Linked DNA regions of Mus musculus: regions 1 and 3 are each linked to region 2. The links are chromatin contacts, called in public HiChIP or PLAC-seq maps. All regions are on one chromosome and are shown on one strand. The core of a region is the stretch at or near the end of the contact, and the rest is flanking DNA. Distances in the headings are between cores, read along the strand shown. Region 1 holds the start of Dlg5 (discs large MAGUK scaffold protein 5). Region 2 overlaps Dlg5 (discs large MAGUK scaffold protein 5). Region 3 has its middle 17 kb from the start of Dlg5.

Region 1 (4,265 bases), core at 1,475-3,974, 39 kb before region 2:
GGAAAACCTCTATCTTGTACCTCCTTGAGGCAGGACCTCTCATATTGTTTGTTGCTATACTGTGCACCCCAGGTTAGCTCAATTGCCCTTGACCTCTGGCAATTCTCTCATTTTACCTCTTGTCTGAAATTATAGCCATGTGCTATTGGGTCTGTCATTACTAATCTGATCTCAAGTTGTCAAGACTTGTGCAGTAAGTACCTTCTCCCAGCACAAAACTTCCTTCCTGTACAAAATATGCATTTGTATGTGTGTGGGCGGGGGCGGGGTTCTGTGTGCGTGTGGCACACATTTATGTGGAGGTTAGGGAATAGCTTATGAGAGATGGTTCTCTCCTTCTACCATGCAGTTTCTGGGAATCCATCTCCGGTCATCCAGCAACTGCCTTTGCCCCCTGAGCCAGCCCAGCAGTCTCCCTCTTCTCATAAGCACACCAGCCTCCTCCAATGACCTCATTTAATTTCACTATGCCTATCCAGACACGGTTTCTAGGGAGGGGAAAGCTACAGAAAGGAGTTTATGCCAAGGTTATTGGTTAAAACAACTCTAAACCATTATGTCCACAGACTCTCTCATCTAGAATTTATGTTTCACATAGGCCTCAAGAGAATCTTATAAGGGATTCAACAAAAGCAGTGTGTACCACTGCCCAGCCCCTAGAAGTAAGTGCTCTTTTCAAATGCTTCCTCACTGATTCTTAGAAAGGCTTCCTGGAACAAACTCCAAATCCCTTCACTGTCCTTCGAGAGTTACTGGGAGACGATGGCTCTTCTGTCTTTGGTCATGGAGCTGCCAGTTTGTTCTCTAATCATAAAAAGATTGGTGTCCAATTTTCATTCCTCCCCCCACTTCCCTTCTTCACCCAGATGTCTGCTAATCCAAACAAGAACTGAGATGGGCCCTCAGGGATGAGTTAGGATCTGTGGCTGCTCTCAGATGAAATAATGGCCAGCCAGAGAGAAGGTGTCTTAGGGGCAGGGGATCGAGGAAGGGTCCAGGGACTCTGCAAAACTATGGCACCATGATAACAGCCAGCCTCCATTCCCCTAAATCCTTGTGTTCTAGAAAGAATTAGCTGTCGACCTGACACAGCCTGAATCATCTGAAAAAAAAAAAAAGGATTCAGGGGAGTCATTGTCTTTTTATAACATTGCTCTATGGACAGATCTGTGATATGAGCATGTCTTCAGAGAGAACTGGGCAGGACAGCTCAGCCTACTGCGGGTAGTACCATTCCCTGGGCAAGTGGTCATGGGCTATATTAGGAAGCTAGCTGGTGCATGAGCCTGGCAAGGGTGTCAGCATGCCCCATCCTCAGTGGATCCTGCTATATACTCCCTTGGCTCTAAGTGAGAATTCCTATCTTGACTTCTCTCAGCAATGGGACAGTGACCTGGAAGTGTTAAGTTAAAATACATACTTTCTTTCCCAAATTGCTTTTGGTCATGGTATTTGCCAGAGCAACAGAATATAATTAGGTCATCTTCTTGGTCACAGAAGCCCAGGCTATCTGATCAGAGAGGGATCTTCAAATGGTTTTGCTCCAGCATATTGGAATCCATGTTGGGTTATAGAAGCCTTAAAAAATGATAAAGCTATCAAACCCAGCCCAGAAAACACACGTTCACAATAGTGTTGAGATTGTTTCAGCGCCACACAGACCCTGCTGAACTTGCTCATGAAGCTACAGCTGAGAACCCCTGGTTTGATGCTCTTCTCATCCCCCTTCTCCTGAAAAATACTAGGTGAGGGAATGTAATTGGTTCTCTTCCACCATCATTCTGACATCGTCCACCATCATTCTGAGGGTCTTCTTGGTCTAATCACTATTCAGAGTTTGTTTCTATAAACAAACATGGCTTCTGGCTTCTGTCAAAGAAGGACATTTGAGATGTCTTTGCTTTGGTAACGGTGCCATCGAAAGAGTTCTTGGCCGGCCTTAGAAAGTAAGCCAGCCGTTGGAACGCAGAACTTTGCAGTCTTCTTCCCTGGGATGCAGATTCCGTTCCAGGTATGCAATTGTAGAGAGAGAGAAAGAGAGAGAGAGAGAGAGAGAGAGAGAGAGAGAGAGAGAGAGAGAGAGAGGAAGAAGGAGGAGGAGGAGGAGGAGGAGGAGGAGGAGGAGGAAGAAGAAGAAGAAGAAGAAGAAGAAGAAGAAGAAGAAGAAGAAGAAGAAGAAGAAGAAGAAGAAGAAGAGAACTGTCGGAGAAGGTAGACGGTCTTGAGCTGAAGTCATTATGGGAAGCAAGGTAACTCTGTGATTTGCTATGATCTTGGGGCGACACCAAGGAGCACTTTTCTTGACAGAAATCTCCAAGAGCCCACAGCAAACACTCCTTATGCACACCCAGGTCCTGCAAACATCCACTGCCTTTGACTCTGGAGCTCTGATACAGGTGTGCAGGATGCTATTAACTGTGAGGCAGGTTAGGGGGTTTTATTGGGAGATTTTCTAAGAAAATCTTGGAATGGGGACAAGTTCTGGAGAGGTCTTTAAATTGGAAATGACCAAGTGGGGGAGGGTTTTGCATTGTGTCCTTGGTTTGTTTTAGAATTCTTAGAAGACTCTGGACTAGGGGCAGTATGTGAACAGGGTAGGAGCAGTTTCTCTCAGTACCTTGTGGACTAAGGGCCGGTGGGGTCCGGACCCTTCCCCTTCGCCCAGTGTTTCAGTTGCCTGCTACCTCCTCCAGGCCGAAGGCGGGCCGGGGAGGAGAGAGGCCAGAGGGGCGGACCGCGGCTGTGCAGGCGGCGGTGTGGGAGCTCGGGGGAGCCGGGCCGGAGCCGTCGGGCGCCCGGCGACAATTCCCCCCGCGGCGATCGCAGTGTGCGGCGGGGCGGTGGGCGCGGAGGCGGAGCTGGAGGGGGCATGCCTGGCTGCTGCGAGGCCTCGGGGCGCGCCCCGGCCGCCGTCCCCACCTCCGCCTCCTCCTTCTCCTCCTCCGTCTCCTCCTCCTCTTCCAGTCCCGCCGCCGCCGTAGCCAACATGGCTGCGCCCCGGAGCCCGGGAGGCGGCCGTTGAGAGCTGCCCGATCGTCCCGGCCCCGAGGCTCGCAGGCCCCGGCCCATGGGCCCCGCCGCCTCGCGACTCCCGGCGCGCTAGGCTGCCGCCCAGTTCGGCGTGCAGCCCGCCGGCCTCGGGAAGCCCCGGCGCCGTCCGGCGGGGCGGGGCGGGGCGGCGCGGGCCGCCACCATGGAGCCGCAGCGCCGGGAGCTGCTCGCCCAGTGTCAGCAGAGCCTGGCCCAGGCCATGACCGAGGTGGAGGCCGTGCTTGGGCTGCTGGAGGCAGCAGGAGCGCTGAGCCCCGGCGAGCGGCGGCAGCTGGACGAGGAGGCGGGAGGCGCCAAGGCGGAGCTGCTGCTCCAGCTCCTCCTGGCCAAGGAGCAGGACCACTTCCAGGACCTGCGCGCCGCCCTGGAGAAGACTCAGCCTCACCTGCTGCCTATTCTCTACCTGAACGGCGTCGTCGGGCCGCCGCAGTCTACAGAGGGCGCGGGTGAGTGGCAGTCCCGCGCGGCCCCTCCTGCCCTCCGGCCACCCCTTCTCTCTGCAGCTCACCAAGGGGGTTGGGGGGGCCGAGGCTCAGGTCGCAGCCACCGCTCTACCTGTATGGCGCGGGTGACACCTTCTCTCTTATCCTACCCGGGGAGGGACGGATGCCTGGAACCTCATTCACACCTCCTGCCTCTGTTCTGCGGTTTTCTGGGAACAATAACCCCCTCACCGAAAGCCTTGTCTTTCCTCTCCTTGTTGCTACTGCTGCAGAGTCCTCCGGAAGCCACCAGGTCTGGTGGCGGGGCGGAGGTCGGAAGACACCTCGGAAGGATGTCGGTCAGCCCCCTTTCTAAGCTTCTCACGGTCGGCTAGCCCTTCGGGAGCCCTGGGTTGCAATCCGCAGGAAGGGAATATAGGCCAGGGGAAGATCCCCTAAGTTCTGATCCCTGCAACCCTCTTTAGGTCACTCGTGTCTTTTCACTTTGTGTCCGTGCCCGTTTCCTTCTCGTCCCCTGGACCTCAGTCTCCTAACTCGCCCAGATTTGCTGTGAATTATGCACACCGCCTTCCCCGGTTTCTTTGGAAATTGTGGGCCCGGAAAAGTTGAGGAAGTTGCATTGCACCATGGGAAAATCTTAGTAGTGGTTGCTGTGGCTCGGTTCCCTCCCGGAGAGTTCTGAGTTCCCGGTGGAGGAGAGCTGAGCACCTCTGAGTGGTGCCCTTTGGAACCCCTGTGTTCTTGCTCTTGGAAGTGACTGAGTTGTAAGTG
Region 2 (4,059 bases), core at 722-3,221:
CTTTACACCTTTCTCTTCACCTCCCACATAGAGCTCAGCCTCTCTGAAAGGAGTTAGTGTTCCCAGGCACTTGCCTGTGGTGTCTGTCCTCAGCCTTCTGTTGGTGGGGGACCTTTCATCCAGATAAAAACAAACACCAAACATCCCATCTCTACCAGGCTAACTAGGAGCAAGCAGACGGTTGTGTGTCTCCATTAATTCTGACTTTGCTTGCTTGCTTTTCTCCACTGTTTCATGTCATGGGTTCTACATTGGAGAGGACTTAGAGAGGCAAGCCTGGCCTCTGAGTTTTCTGGAGTCCTGTCTTCCAGATTCAACAGTACAGTACACAGCTTCAGGCACACTGTGTTCTTATTCCACCCCCCCTCCCCCCATGCCACTGCCCACCACACAGGGGCATGCTCCCATGGCCTGGGCAGTGGACAAGCTACCTACCACCTTTGCAAGTTAGATTTGTTGTCCTTTTGATGACCCCAAAAGGGGAGAGATAAGCACTGTTGCTTTGCTTATCCAAGTTGAAGGTACCTGTCCTCAGACTTTGCAAAGAACACTATAGTGTCACCTCTGAGGGTGGAGAACCTGCATCAAATCCTCATGTGCTAGCCTCATGTGTTGTTTTGGGTGAGTTGTGCACATAGAGGACAAATCAAGTGTGGTCTGAATCACCAGCTGCTGTGCACAGAGGTGGTCAGCATCTTTGCACCCTCAGAGGAACCCCTAAGCTGTGTGGGGCAGGTAGGGCTCCCTTGACTGACTGACATGCCTTAGTCTGTGTGTACTGCATCCTGTGGCCACCTCTCTTGTTTGCTGAAATGCCTGAGCTTTGTCCGCCTACAGTGTTGGGTCTCAGTATGTACAACTTGGAACAGGGGCTGCCCTCAGTACAGTGCTTTAGGCGACTTCCCTAGTCTAACACCACAGGAGGTGAGCAGCAAACAGAGACTCTCACCACCCTCACCGTCCTTATCTCCACAGTCAGGGAGGGAGAGAGGCTCACCAGTGAGGACTGCTCCATGTTCTTTATTCTTCTCTAAGACGTTCTGCCTCCTCAGAGCCCCAAGAGCCCAGACTCACAGGGTAGCATGTGTAGAATATGTCCTCTTTACCTTAAACAAGTCAAATAACTGAGAGCTTCTGTTTCTTCCCCTGTAAAATGAACCTAATGAGAACTACAGGGTCACTGTGGATGTTAACTGAAGCCATGTCTACAGTGTGACCCAAAGCATGCGCAGTCCTAGCACTTAGCAGGCGGAAGACCCATTAACTGCTATCATCAACCATTAGAGAGTGCCGCGCAGTCTGCAGTCTCTTTATGGACTGTGACTTCATCACTGTCGCAGCCTTCCCTTTAGGTATTGCCGGCGTGGAGAAGGGCGGGGTAGGAAGGGCCTGCTGCAGGCTGGCTCACCAGAATCTAGGTTCGGCAGCTCGTGCTTGGGGCTGGCTCTGTTAGGTGTTTTAGACAATCTCTGTGGAGCAATTCAGTTGATCCTCGCAGGACTTTCTCGAGGAAAGCATCCCCACGATACAGTAAACATATAGACACACAGAGAGCCTGAGGGTATGGGCGAGGTACGGGTGGATTTGGGGAGATAAGCCCCAGGGAGCTCCAGTCACTCCATCCCCTTTGGCCTAGAGGCTCAGATGGGAAGGACTCTCTTAAGCCTCCGAGCAGGTGTGCAGCCTCTGGAGCGTCCCAGCCTGGTTCCTCTCACCTGACCCAGTGCCCTGAAGAGACACGTGTGAGTCTGGGAGTCATCAGACGTGTGGGTTGTAGTTCCTCAGGTGTGAGTGGGAGGAGGAGAGCAGGGTGGGGCAGGCATCTGCTGCTGATACCTGCTGTCTTGGGCCTTGGAGCCCACTTGCCGGTGGTTGAGTGGTAGGGGCTAGCCTGTCTGCGGCCGTGCTGTCTCAGGATGCCTGGTGACCACGGACCTCGGCATGCTAGTTCAGCTGTTTTGAGTTTCCATGGTGCAAGCGTGAGTCACCCAGCCCTTTACAATTCCAGGTGACTGGAGGGGTGGGTGATGAGACACTCCCTGGCCTTGCAGGCTGCTGAAAGGGGCCTGGGAGTCTGGGTTGTTCCCTTATCACCAGAGTTCTGGAACTTCTTTTGAAGTCTTGGTGACCCAGGAGGACTGAGTCACACAGTAAACAGAATTAGCAGGCCTGAGCTCTTCTAAAGGATGTAGATTATGCTTGGGGGCAGCGGCGGGGGGGGGGGGTCGGGGGGGGGATCGGGGGGGGGTCGGGGGGGGGTCAGTTACCTCGTGTCTCTAGGTCAGCTGTCTCTCAGAGGTACCTACTCCCCCAGGGCTTCTGTGGAAACTTCCATCCACAGCCCCACTCTGGCTCGTCTCCCTGCTAGCCGTGCTTCCTGTCCTTGGTGCCTGCACTACTAGTCTGTGTCCACAAGTCCCTGGGCCTTCTTAGGAATGTGGTGACAGGTCCTCTCTTGATTTACCATTTAACCAGGTCCTCAAGCAATTCCTCAGAGGGCAGACAACCCACATAGGTGACAGTCAAGCCATCTGAAGCTGACCACAAGCTTGTCTCCTGTGGGAATGTCCGGTCTGCTTAGGATCTCACAGGCTGTGAGGGAAACTGGCTGTTCTTCTGTGTCTGGTGGTCTGGGCTTCTGAACAAAGCATGGTCCATCATCACAGAAGCTTTCTAGGGTACCTTAGGCTTCAGTTACCTGCAGTAGTCCCTTCTGGGGATTTGAGAAATTGTCACATTCTTATGGCCATTGTAGACAGACAGGCTAGACAGGACATCTGAGTATACTGGGCTGAGGTGGGACTCTTGTAAAACCCCAGAGGGAGAAGACACCAGACAATTGCCCCTCAGGAAGCTATCAGCTTTGAAAAGATACGGTATAATTTGTATGTGTGTGTGTGTGGGAGGGGGAGGGGGCTACCTCTTCAGCCTTCTGCTAACAGTCCTGAGCACACAGGGCCTTAAAGACAATAGTTACAAAGACAAAACACTGCTCAGACAGTGTCTTCTTTGGGTCCTTTCCCCCTAATGACGTCCAGGGCTCTAAGAACATCGTTAAAATCGGGCCTTGTTCAGTCTTAATCAATTCACAGGCCAGGAACCCTGCCAGCTGCCTGTGCTGAGGGGCCAGGATGATGCCCAGAGATTCAAATAAAGATGTCACTCTGCCCCCGGGAAGGCCTCATACCCCAGTCAGGACTTTGGGGACAGGAAAGAGGAACAGAATGTATTGGTTGCAGAAATGTGAAATGTACTCCCCCAGCTAGGGAGGACACTAGGCAGGGAGGAGAAAGTGCATCTGCCAAGCTTAATTAACAGTGGAAATTCGCCATGGGGAGGAGGAGGTAGCGATGTGTGTGTGTGTGTGTGTGTGTGTGTGTGTGTGTGTGTGTGGTGGGGGTGGTGATGGGGTGGGGGTGGGGGCAGGCTGCTTTACTGGAAGATGGGACAGTGCTGATGCCAGTAAGAGAAAGAAGTGAGCCTTCCATTCTGGCAGTGGCATTTCCAGAGCACAGGCAGAAGTGCCAGGCTGGGTTGAGTTGAGCACAGATTTGTGGGGGTGTGACTGGGAGCATATATTTGTGCCTGCTTTCCCAGGTAGGTGTCTTTTCCAAAACAATCCACCATATAGCAGCTGGCCAGCCTTCCTGATCCCATAGAGAAAAGGAACTACAGCCGTCTGCGATGTGGCTGTGCTTGACTTCAAGGGTGCCAACCATAGAAGAGAGGACTTAAAATTTGCATATAAGTAATGTTGTACAGATCGATTAGCTTGTGTTTATGCACGATGTGCATACACACCACCACCACCACCACCACCACCACCAATTAAAGAAAAAGAGAGCCAGGTATGGGAAGGAGAGTCATGGGGGAGAGGGTTGAAGGAGGAAATGGAAGGGTAATGATGTAATTCCATTATAATCTCAAAATAGAAAAAATTACTGAAAAAAGATGAGAATTGTAAGAAAGGATGGACATCACCTGCAGATGATGCTGATTAACTTGTAGCTTTGTGTGTGTGTGTGTGTGTGTGCATTGAAGCTTCACATTGTACACTAT
Region 3 (4,238 bases), core at 391-2,890, 56 kb before region 2:
GGCAGAAGTCTCTGTGTGTGCGTCAGCAAACACATGCTGGTCATTACTGCTCAGCATCGAGTCTTGGCCAATTCCTACCTCCCCTCCTCCCTCTCTGGAATGTTCTTGAGCCCATTACCATGACTGTGACCATGACTGTGACACAGGCCTCCCAGCACTGGTGTCATTGCAGACTATAGCTGATCTAGCCATCTTTAGCCCTCTAGCCATGACAATGGAGTTTCATTTGCTAGCTGTCTGTCTCCCCAGGGAGACATAAGCAATGTGAGGTTTGATGTGTTGCATAGAGTTCATTTTCAATACTAGCCCGAAGCAGAGTGAACCATAAACACTTAAAAAGTGCAAGACCAAGCCAGGCTTGATGGTAAAAGTCTTTCATTCAAGCACTCAAAAAACAGAGGCAGGCAAATCTCTGTGAATTTGAGGCTACCCTGGTCTACAGAGCAAGTTCCAGAACAGCCAGATAATACACTTAAGACACTGTGTTGAAAAAGAAACAAAGCCAAGAAGGGGGCTTGAGAACTGACTCAGTAGTTAAGAGCACTCGCTGTTCTTGTAGAGAACCAGTATTCAATTCCAGGCAATCATATGGAGGCTCGCCGCTGTCTAAAACTCCACTCTCAGGGTATCCAACACCTTCTTCCAGCCTTTCCAGGCACATATGTGGTGTACAAACATACCTGCTGGCAAAGCACCCATATGCATAAAATAATAAATATTTAAAAAGGAAAAAAGGATAAAAGAATACAAGCCACGGGCTTATGAAATGGCTCAGTGGGTAAAGGCTTGCTGCACAAACCTGAACCCCTAAGTTCAAGCCACAGAATTTACATAAACATGCAGGGAAAACAATTGACCCCACAAAATTGTCTTTTGACCTCCACTTGTGCACATACAGAGAATAATAATTTGTAAAAATAAACCAAAATTACTCATAAAAAATCAGTTAGGCTGGAGTCATGCCTCTGTTATAGAACACATCTAAGGGTTACATCCTTAGCACCAAAATTAAAAACACACAAAATATACAGAAGAAAGTGAATTCAAGACCCAACTCCCTCTGACTTAAGCATCAAAGAGTAAAGGTCTGGAGCCCAGACCTTCCTCTCTCGTAATTTGAGGTTCCTATGACAGTGCCTGTCATCCTGATCAGACTCAGGTGCCCACTTTGCCGCAGAATCGTCCTATTCACGGTCTACACAAACCAGAGACCTCTTGTCCTTGAACTATCTCACAAAAGACCCCATTACAATTGTGCCAGAGAGAGTGCTTCATAGCGCTAGATTCAGGAAAACAGGCTGTGACCCCTCCTCCCTCCAGTTTCTGCCTGCAAGCCTGGGCCCCAATCCTGGCCCCCAACACAAGAACCAGAGCCAAATGCTTCTAGCATATACCACTATGGGTGATTTATTTAAGGGTCTCCAAATAATCACTTAAGCGTCACCATGGCAACCTGAAGAGTTGCCATGGAGATTGGAGCAGGAAATGTCCCCATGGAGACACCTGGGAGACTCCATAGGAAATCATTACCAGGTGGAGGGGCTTGGTAAGGGGGGTGCTGAACACATAAGGGAGCCCTGTGATCTGCACTCTGACAGGAGGAGGGAGGCATGGGGGCCAAGGGAAAGAAAGCAGCTTAGAGAGGCAGGAGAGTTCCTGATTTCCACAAGCACCATTCCACTTGATGCAGAACTGCTAGAACAAGCACAGCAGAGCTCAGGGAGGAAGGACAAGCATGGGTGGCAGAGGTGGCCCCCAGGGGAAGGGGAGGGTTTACTCTAAGTGCTTTGTCTTGCATTTGGATTTATTTCACCACGGTGTGCAATATTAACTGTTCTTACAAATGTGGCTGGTGATCATTTATCATGTTGACTATGTTGTCTCCTCAAACCAATCTCACATGGCAGAAGTGAGCTCAATTTCAGGAGTGTGGAAACACTGTCCACAGCGAGCCACGGTCATCTCACAGATGACTCTAGCTTCTCAGACTCTCTTAGTAAGTCAGCATTTGGGGGCAACTATATTCCCACCATAGCACTGTCACACAGGACGTGACTTCAGACTTGGCCTTCTGGGGTCAGTTCTTTTGTTTCAGGGATCGAAGAGGGGGCGCTTCCTGCACCAAGGTGAGTCTGCAGCTCCTGGAACCCAAAGTCACCATGGGCTCTGTCCACTTCATCTCTACCTGAGACTCCACCCTGCATTGCACCTGCTCCACAGCCCCCACCCACTCTTGCTTCAAAGCCCTGAGCTGGATTCGCATTCACAGAGAGCCAGCCTGCCGAGGGTGTTAGGAGGCAAGCTTCAGGGGCAGCAGAACAAACCTGTCTCTCCTTTGGCCTCTGCATCCAGCCCTGTGTGTGAGAGCTGGGCAGACAGCTCAGCTGACCCACCCGTGCTTCCACAGACAGTCCACACCCAAACGGTGCCAAGTAAAGCTGGAGAGAAAGGAAAGGTATCAGAAGAGAATTAAGGTGAGGAGGTGACTCAGCCTAGCGGTAGCCTGCAGCCATCCAGGAGGAACTCTTCAGACCAGGGCTCTGCTAGGCTCAGCTTGCAATCTGGCCTGCAAGTATTGCTCCATGGGTGAGCACAAGGCAGGGAAGGGAAGAGCTGACTAAGCTGCTGCCTTGAACCTGGCCCCCCAGAGTAACTGTCAGGCCATTATGAGCTAGATCACTGGCGTTACATGCAAACAGGCTTAGGGTTTGATCACCTGGTGGAGAGTGGAATCAGGCTGGGGAGGTGACTCTAAGCAACAGATAACTTCAACCTTGGGAGGAGCCGCTCACAATGAGGACTGAGCACCCAGTGGGTGGAACTGAACCCCCGGAGCAGCAGAGGAAAACCATCAGGAGTAGCAGCTTGGCAATCCAACAGTTCAAGTTCTTGACTCAGGACAAGATGCGAACCTCTCAGAGATTTCCTTAACTGAATAAACCCTGGGAAGCAAAGCCGATCCAACTATTGATTCCTTCACTATTGATTACATTCACACCATAAATTCTCTGGCACACCGGGAACTAGGCTCAGTTTAGGATGAATTTTAAGGAGTGCACCTCCTCACTTCCATTAAGATGGCAACTATGGTTTGGAGGGGGGGGGGGGTCTGCAATCTCTGCACTTGGGAGGTTAAGACAAGAGGATCTCAAATTGAAAATTAGAACCTGTCTCAAAAACACATAGGGAGAGTACAAAAGATAATTCCTCTTGGAAGAAAAGGGAGAAAGTGGCTTCTGCTTTCTTGGGAGGAAGATAACCAAACCCAGCTATATCCCCAGTCCCTAATCCTTTAACAACAGAAGCCATATCTCCTTCCCTCATCTTACCCACATTATCCTGGGCAGAGAGGAAGGGCAGGCCATGACATATCTGGACATCATGGGTCACCAATGACAATCTGTGGAAAGCTTGGTATAAAGTGCTGTAAATAGGGACAGAGATAGTCAGGAGCAGAAAGAAACAGGCAGAAGTGTGGGTCATGGGAGAAATGGAGTGGAGCTGTGGAAAAATGAGCAGACCTGGCCAGACCAGAGATTTCTGCTTCTCATACTTAGCAGCTTTCTGGTGCTGGGGAAGACATCTTTGACCTCTATGGGCCTCAATTTCTACAGCTGTAAAGGATAATAGAAATGCCAGAGTCATGAGAGTGCAGAGAAGAATAAATGACAGAGAAGTGAATACAAGAAAAGGCTCAAAATAGACATCATATGTCTGGTAAAATTTTCCTATTATTAAAATGATTTTGTCCTTGTTATATATCTTGGTTCTTTTTGGACAGTGGTTGCAGGTGAAGCTTAGGCAGGTTTGGTTTGATGACAAAGTATCTTACACGGGCAAGCTGAGCTCAGTCGTGGTTCAGTAGCTGGGAGCCTTGGATGGTCTTTGTGGCAAGGACTTCAGATTTCTTTCAGTAACGTGTGAATGTGTACCTGGCCTAGATGTGTGGCTACCCTGCCTAGGTCTCTGAAGTGGTGCTTATGTGTCAAAGAGGTGGTAGGCGGGGTTCTTAGGAAAGGCCAGAGAGAAAAGGCCAGACCTAGAAAGCCAAACAAAGACTGGAAAAGGAGGTTGGCAAGAGTGGAGCTGAAATCCAGGCTCTAAAAGTAGCCCTGGCCTGATCTTGTGCAGTCCTACAATCAAATTTACTTAGGATGAAGGGGAGAGGGAGGGAGGGAGGGAGGGAGGGAGGGAGAGAGAGAGAGAGAGAGAGAGAGAGAGAGAGAGAGAGAGAGAGA

The links. HiChIP or PLAC-seq counts read pairs in DNA pulled down with a chosen protein or histone mark.
Region 1: an H3K27ac HiChIP or PLAC-seq map of trophoblast stem cells shows a contact between it and region 2, with 69 read pairs. The contact joins the promoter of Dlg5 here to the enhancer-like site in region 2. A contact is called at or near these places in 6 of 39 promoter capture datasets (the 3T3-L1 cell line, cancer-associated fibroblasts, epiblast stem cells and 2 more), 24 of 484 Hi-C or Micro-C datasets (the Patski cell line, cerebral cortex, cortical neurons and 11 more), 19 of 115 datasets of contacts at active chromatin or transcription factors (cardiomyocytes, craniofacial prominence, embryonic fibroblasts and 13 more) and 3 of 9 other capture datasets (adipose tissue, liver and pancreatic islet).
Region 3: a contact with region 2 is called in an H3K27ac HiChIP or PLAC-seq map of trophoblast stem cells, with 52 read pairs. The contact joins two enhancer-like sites. A contact is called at or near these places in 1 of 39 promoter capture datasets (epiblast stem cells), 2 of 15 datasets of contacts at CTCF or cohesin (both in the NIH/3T3 cell line), 13 of 484 Hi-C or Micro-C datasets (3T3-L1-derived adipocytes, the N1E-115 cell line, cerebral cortex and 9 more) and 8 of 115 datasets of contacts at active chromatin or transcription factors (cardiomyocytes, differentiating embryonic stem cells, embryonic fibroblasts and 4 more).

What each region holds. Positions count from the first base shown.
Region 1 is chr14:24,244,379-24,248,643 of GRCm38.p6, reverse strand. It overlaps Dlg5 (discs large MAGUK scaffold protein 5), which reads left to right and starts at 2,724. Exons shown (of 32, transcript NM_001163513.1): 1 at 2,724-3,497. The coding sequence starts at 3,194.
Region 2 is chr14:24,204,838-24,208,896 of GRCm38.p6, reverse strand. All of the region lies in intron 1 of Dlg5 (discs large MAGUK scaffold protein 5), which reads left to right. Among named protein-coding and RNA genes, the nearest start is that of Gm52143, 4.9 kb to the left of the region's middle. Within about 2 kb of position 1,971, at least 123 of the 459 cell types and tissues checked have an H3K27ac peak or open chromatin away from gene starts, as enhancers often do. A contact at or near this core is called in embryonic fibroblasts, embryonic limb bud, embryonic stem cells and 11 more, where this site is marked.
Region 3 is chr14:24,260,328-24,264,565 of GRCm38.p6, reverse strand. No RefSeq gene overlaps it. Among named protein-coding and RNA genes, the nearest start is that of Dlg5, 17 kb to the right of the region's middle. RefSeq lists an enhancer at 57-2,874. Within about 2 kb of position 1,640, at least 44 of the 459 cell types and tissues checked have an H3K27ac peak or open chromatin away from gene starts, as enhancers often do. A contact at or near this core is called in trophoblast stem cells, where this site is marked.